2 separate regions of the Macaca mulatta genome follow, and region 1 is linked to region 2. The links are chromatin contacts, called in public Hi-C maps. All regions are on one chromosome and are shown on one strand. Each heading gives the region's core, a stretch centred on a gene start, on an enhancer-like site or on the middle of the called end of the contact. The rest is flanking DNA. Distances are from core to core; before and after follow the strand shown. Region 1 holds the start of LOC100429350. Region 2 holds the start of LOC720434.

Region 1 (3,062 bases), core at 504-3,003, 140 kb after region 2:
TAACCAGTTTGGAGAGGAACATAAATGACCTGATGGAGCTGAAATGTTTGGTATGAGACCCAGTCATGAGGGCCCTTTGCCAATGGGTTCAAGGAATACAAAAAGGTTAACTTGTTCTTCAATAACTAACATATAGGAATAGATTGAAAGCCAGATTTCTCTGAAACAATACTGGATGAATGCCTCGAGGGGGTCACACAACCCGTTCTGAGACTTGGTGACCATTCATTGTTTGTGTCCATGTTCAATTGGGTTCAAAATTAATATTTAACTTTTCCTCCACAAATTCCCCCCGCTTTTTTTTTTTGAGACGGAGTCTTGCTCTGTCGCCCAGGCTGGAGTGCAGTGGCACGATCTCAGCTCACTGCAAGCTCCGCCTCCCGGGTTCACGCCATTCTCCTGCCTCAGCCTCCCCCCTAGCTGGGACTACAGGCGCCTGCCGCCATGCCCGGCTAATTTTTTTCGGTATTTTTTTTAGTAGAGACGGGGTTTCACCGTGTTAGCCAGGATGGTCTCAATCTCTTGACCTCGTGATCCTCCCGCCTCGGCCTCCCATAGTGCTGGGATTACAGGCGTGAGCCACCGCTCCCGGCCAAATTCCCCTGTCTTGATGAACGGGCTCTGTCTAGACCAAAGGCAAGGTAAATTCCTTAGGCTGTTACACAATCTCCGCCTCCTGGGTTCAAGAGATTCCCCTGCCTCAGCCTCCGGAGTAGCTGGGACTACAGGTGTGCGCACCAGCACACCCAGCTAATTTTTTGTATTTTTAGTAGAAATGGGCTTTCACCATGTTGGCTAGGCTGGTCTTGAACTCCTGACCTCAAGTTATCCGCCCACCTTGGACTTCCAAAGTCCTGGAATTACAGGTGTGAGCCACCGCGCCTGGTTCTAAATGATTTCTATTTCCTGTAACAATTTGAAATTACTTAAAGGTTGTTTCAAATTGAGAAAAATAAAAAGAATGTAGATAAAAATATAAAAAGTTACAAAATTACAAGAGATTATGAAATATATGTGTAAATCTCGAGCTGTCAAAAGTGACAAATTTGATTTATGTATAAGGTTTTATTAAAATTAGCTTTAGTATTGGGAATACATTATTATCAAAGTAAAAGTTGATTTTCTCTTGAACCAAAATTTTATGTATTATTAATATGACAGAAAAATACTTCTGTTCACCTTTTGAACACATTGAAAAAGAGTAAAAAAGATATAGAATTTTCCCATACTCGGGCCGGGCGCAGTGGCTCACACCTGTAATCCCAGCACTTTGGGAGGCCGAGACGGGCGGATCACGAGGTCAGGAGATCGAGACCATCCTGGCTAACACGGTGAAACCCCGTCTCTACTAAAAATACAAAAAACTAGCCGGGTGCCGTGGCGGGCGCCGGTAGTTCCAGCTACACTGGAGGCTGAGGCAGGAGAATGGCGTGAACCCGGGAGGCGGAGCTTGCAGTGAGCCGAGATTGCGCCACTGCACTCCAGCCTGGGCGATAGAGAGAGACTCCGTCTAAAAAAATAAATAAATAAATAAATAAAAATAAAAAGAACTTTCCCATACTCTAGGGTGGGCCTGGCTCAGCTCAGGGAGGAAGCCCTGCCTGAAAAGGCTGCAGCTTTCATCCCTCAGCCCAGCATCTGATCACATCTTCTGTCACTCAGCGGCTGAGTGGGCGGGGCCTTAAGCATTATCCAATCAGGGACGCTGGGCTGGAAACCGTCCAATCAGGCAGGCAGCTGGAACAAAGAGGACGGCTTCCGGGTTTGGCGCGGCCTTTGTCTCTCGATGCATCGGGAGCTCTAGGTTTCTTCTTCGCTACTGTGTGTCCTCTGCTCCTAGAGGCGCAGCCTCTGTGGCCCTGTGTCCTGCAGGTATTGGGAAATCCACAGCCAAGATGACGGGACTCCCTGGGAGCCTAGGAATGGTGAGCGTGCCGGTTTGACATCCTGAGAGAGGGGAGGGACTGGTTGATGGGAAGTGGCTGTGGCGGCACTCAGGCCTCCCCGAAGTCAGCTCCACAGTCTGCGCCCTGAGTTCTCCTGGCCCAGCTCGGCCTCAGTCCCCTCCAGTCATAAGATGGCTGCGGCGCTGTCAGCCAGTCCAGGGCTCCTGTCTCTTCCCTGCGCAGTGACTGTGCCCTGGCCTGGCACCCTCTGGGCAGCAGCTCTGCACCCGCAGCTCCGGGTCTCTCCCAGATTGTCAGGAACCACGAGAAGGTCATCAGGGGAGATCTTGACTCGGGGTGCGCGTTCACGAATGGGAAGAGCTTTGGTCCTTGGGGTTCACAGTTTCTCTTTTCTCCTGTTAAAAATTTATGGGGCCGGGCGCGGTGGCTCACGCCTGTAATCCCAGCATTTTGGGAGGCGAAGGCGGAGGGATCACTTGAGGCAAAGGATTGTCAGACAAACTAAGTTCCTCTTCAAAGACTCAGCTTCCTGGTCAGAAGTTGTAAAAGTTGGAAATCAACCCTACCCCTTCTTCCCCCTTTTCCGTTTCTCGCAAATCGCGCGTTTATCCTATTTGGAAAAGTTTGGGTCTAGCCAACCGGGATCAGTTTAGATTGTGCGGTCTCACCCCAGCCAATGGGGGAAGGACACAAAACCAAAAACTACGTTGGGGTTAAAAACCCATTCCTGGTCGGGCGCGGTGGCTCAGACCTGTAATCCCAGCACTTTGAGAGGCCTAGGCGGACGTATCACGTGGTCAGGAGTTCTAGACCATCCTGGCCAGCATGGTGAAACCCCGTCTCTACTAAAAATACAAAAATTAGCCAGGTGTGGTGGCGGGCGCCTGTAATCCCAGTTACTTGGGAGAGTGAGGCATGAGAATTGGTTGAACCCAGGAGGAAGAGGTTGAAGTGAGCTGAGATCGCGCCATCGCACTTCAGCGTGCGGGACAGAGCAAGACTCCTCAAAAAAAAAAAAAAAGTAAGAATCTTAAAATTTTCTTCCTTTATGTAAACACTGTGTTTAAGTAATTTCACTGGATTTTTCAAACAGTTTCAAGAACGAAGTGAATAACACTGACACGGAAATTAAAGCTTGAACCTGGTAATCCAAGC
Region 2 (2,910 bases), core at 129-2,628:
ACGGAGCTTGCAGTGAACCGAGATAGCGCCACTGCACTCCAGCCTGAGCAACAGAGCGAGACTCGGTCTCAAAAAAAAAAAAAAAAAAAAAAAAAAAAAAGTTTTAAAAAGCGTGCGGTTGCGGTAGCTCACGCCTGTAATCCCAGCACTTTGGGAGGCTGATGCGGGCGGATCACCTGAAGTCAGAAGTTAGAGACCAGCCTGACAAATATGAAGAAACCCCGTCTATACTAAAAATACAAAATTAGCTGGGCGTGGTGACACATGCCTGTACTCCCAGCTACTCCGGAGGCTGAGGCAGGAGAATTGCTTGAACCTGGGAGGCATATGTTGTAGTGAGCCGAGATCGTGCCACTGCACTCCAGCCTGGGCAACAAGAGCAAAACTCCATCTCGAAAAAAAAGGGTTTTTTTTTTTTTTTTTTTAATTATAAAAATTAAAAGGGGGAAATTGTAAAATACAATAAAATTCCTCTTCAAAGGTTTAGTCTGTTAACTTCCTTGTTCTTTGTTCTCAGACTCAACTTTCTTGTTCTCCATGCCTCCTTACCCCTAGTTACTGTAACAACCTTGCTTCCCATCAGCTCTAATCAATAACTCACATCTGTTCCCTTGATTACTCACTCTGCACCCTTTCCACCCTTCAGAACCAAAAGTCCTAGCACTGTGACTTATACATGCCCCTTCCCTTCCTTATTTGGAAAAACATTTACAAATAGCCAATTGGGTCAGTTTAGATTGTGCGGTCCAACCCCAGCCCATGGGGCAGTAACACAGAGGTAGAGACTTTACGTTAAAAAAATAAACCCTTTCCCTCCTTTGTTCAGGGTGCTCTTGCGAATCGTGATTAACGCAAATAAAAATCTTCTGCAGAAGTAAATTGCCTTACTAAAAAAACTTTTGCCTGAGTACTGGTTTCACTTTGCGCCACCGTATATTTTACTTCCAACAGTATTATTAATATGACAACAAAATACTTCTGTTCACCGTCTCAATAACATTCAAAAAGAGAGTAAAAAAGAGAGAATTTTCCCATGCTCTGAGGTGGACGTGGCTCAGCTCAGGGAGGAAGCCCTGTTGAAAAGGCTGCAACTTACGCTGTTACTTTTCTTCACTCAGCCCAGCATCTGATCACATCTTCTGTCACTCAGGGCCTGAGGGGGCGGAGCCTTAAGCATTATCCAATCAGGGACGCTGGGCTGGAAACGTCCAATCAGGCACGCAGCCTGAGCGAACAGCCCCGCATCTGATCACGTCTTCTGTCACTCAGGGCCTGAGGGGTCGGGGCCTTAAGCATTATCCAATCAGGGACGCTGGGCTAGAAACGTCCAATCAGGCACGCAGCCGGAGCGAACAGGGCGGCTTCTGGTTTGGCGGGTCCTTTGTCTCTGGGTGCAGCCGGAGCTCCTCGTCTCCTGTTTACTGCTCTGTGTCCTGTACTCCTAGAGGCCCAGCCTCTGTGGCCCTGTGATCTGCAGGTATTGTGAGATCCACAGCTGAGACACCAGGACCCCTGGAAGCCTAGAAATGGTGAGAGTGCCGGTCGGACATCCCAAGCGAAGGGCAGGGGCTGGTTGGAACCGGTGGAAAGTGACGGTGGCGGGACTCAGGTATCCCCTTAGTCAGCTCCACAATTTGCGCCCCGAGTTCTTCTTGCCCAGCTGGGCCTCGGTTCCCTTCAGCCAAAAGATGGCGGCTGCGCTGACAGCCCAGCCCCCAGGCGTCCTGTCTCTTCACTGCGCGGTGACTGTGCCCTGGCCTCGAGCCCTCTCTGGGCAGCTCTGCCCCCGCAGCGCCGCTTCTCTCCCAGATTGTGCAGGGAACACGGGAAGAGTCGTCAGGGGAGAATCCTGACTCGGAGTGCGGGTTCACGAATGGGAAGAGCTTTAGTGCCTTGGGTTCACAGTTTCTCTTTTCTATTAAAAATTTATGGGGCTGGGCGCGGTGGCTCATTCCGGTAATCCCAGCACTTTGGGAGGCCGAGGCAGGCGGATCACTTGAGGTAAGGAGTTGTTAGGACAAACTAAGCTCCTCCTCAAAGACTTAACTTCCTGGTCATAAGTTGTAAAAATTGTAAATCAACCCTACCTCTTCTTCCGCCTTCTCCTTTTCTCAAAACATCGCGCGTTTATCCTATTTGGAAAAAGTTTGTATCTAGCCCAACCGGGATCAGCTTAGATTGTGCAGTCCGACCGCAGCCTATATGGGAAGGACACAAAAATAGGAACAGCGTTAGGGTTAAATACCCCTTCCTGGCCCAGCGCGGTGGCTCATGCCTGTAATCCTAGCACTTTGTGAGGCCGTGGCGGGTGGATCACAAAGTCAGGCGTTGTAGGCCAGCCTGGCCAACATGGTGAAACCCCGTCTCTACTAAAAATACAAAAATTAGCCGGAGTTGGTGGCAGGCGCCTTTAGTAATTCCAGCTACTTGGGAGGCTGAGGCACTAGACTGGCTTGAACCTGGGAGGCGGGGTGCAGTGAGCTTATATCTTGCCATTGTACTCCAGCCTTGGTGACAGAGTGAGACTCCGTCTAAAAAAAAAAAAGACATCTTAAAATGGCCTTCCCTTATGTAAAACTGTGTTTAAGTAATTTCACGGATTTTTCAAACACTGAGTTTCAAAAACCAACTGAATAACTCTGACATGACAATTAAAGCTTGAACCTGGTGACTCCAAGCTAAGGCTAATATTAAGCCTGAAACAGGAGGGTTTTTTTTTTTTTTTTTTTTGGGACAGAGTTTTGCGTTTTGCCCTTGTCGCCCAGGTGGAGTGCAATGGCGTGACCATGGCTCACTGAAACCTCCACCTCCTGGGTTCAAGCGATTCTCCTGCCTCAGCCTCTCAAGTAGCTGGGATTACAGGCATGCACCATCATGCCTGGCTAATTTTGTATTTTTAGTAGAGACGGG

What was found. Hi-C and Micro-C count contacts between places; a contact is called where the count stands out from the background.
Region 1: a contact with region 2 is called in a Hi-C map of fetal cortex germinal zone, with 12 times the contacts expected there. The contact joins the promoter of LOC100429350 here to the promoter of LOC720434 in region 2. A contact is called at or near these places in 3 of 14 Hi-C or Micro-C datasets (fetal cortex germinal zone, fetal cortical plate and liver).

What each region holds. Positions count from the first base shown.
Region 1 is chr19:20,724,222-20,727,283 of T2T-MMU8v2.0, forward strand. LOC100429350 reads left to right here and starts at 1,754. Exons shown (of 13, transcript XM_077978589.1): 1 at 1,754-1,925. The coding sequence starts at 1,896. The region is part of intron 4 of ZNF682 (zinc finger protein 682); the gene reads right to left.
Region 2 is chr19:20,580,109-20,583,018 of T2T-MMU8v2.0, forward strand. It overlaps LOC720434, which reads left to right and starts at 1,379. Exons shown (of 3, transcript XM_077978611.1): 1 at 1,379-1,529. The coding sequence starts at 1,527.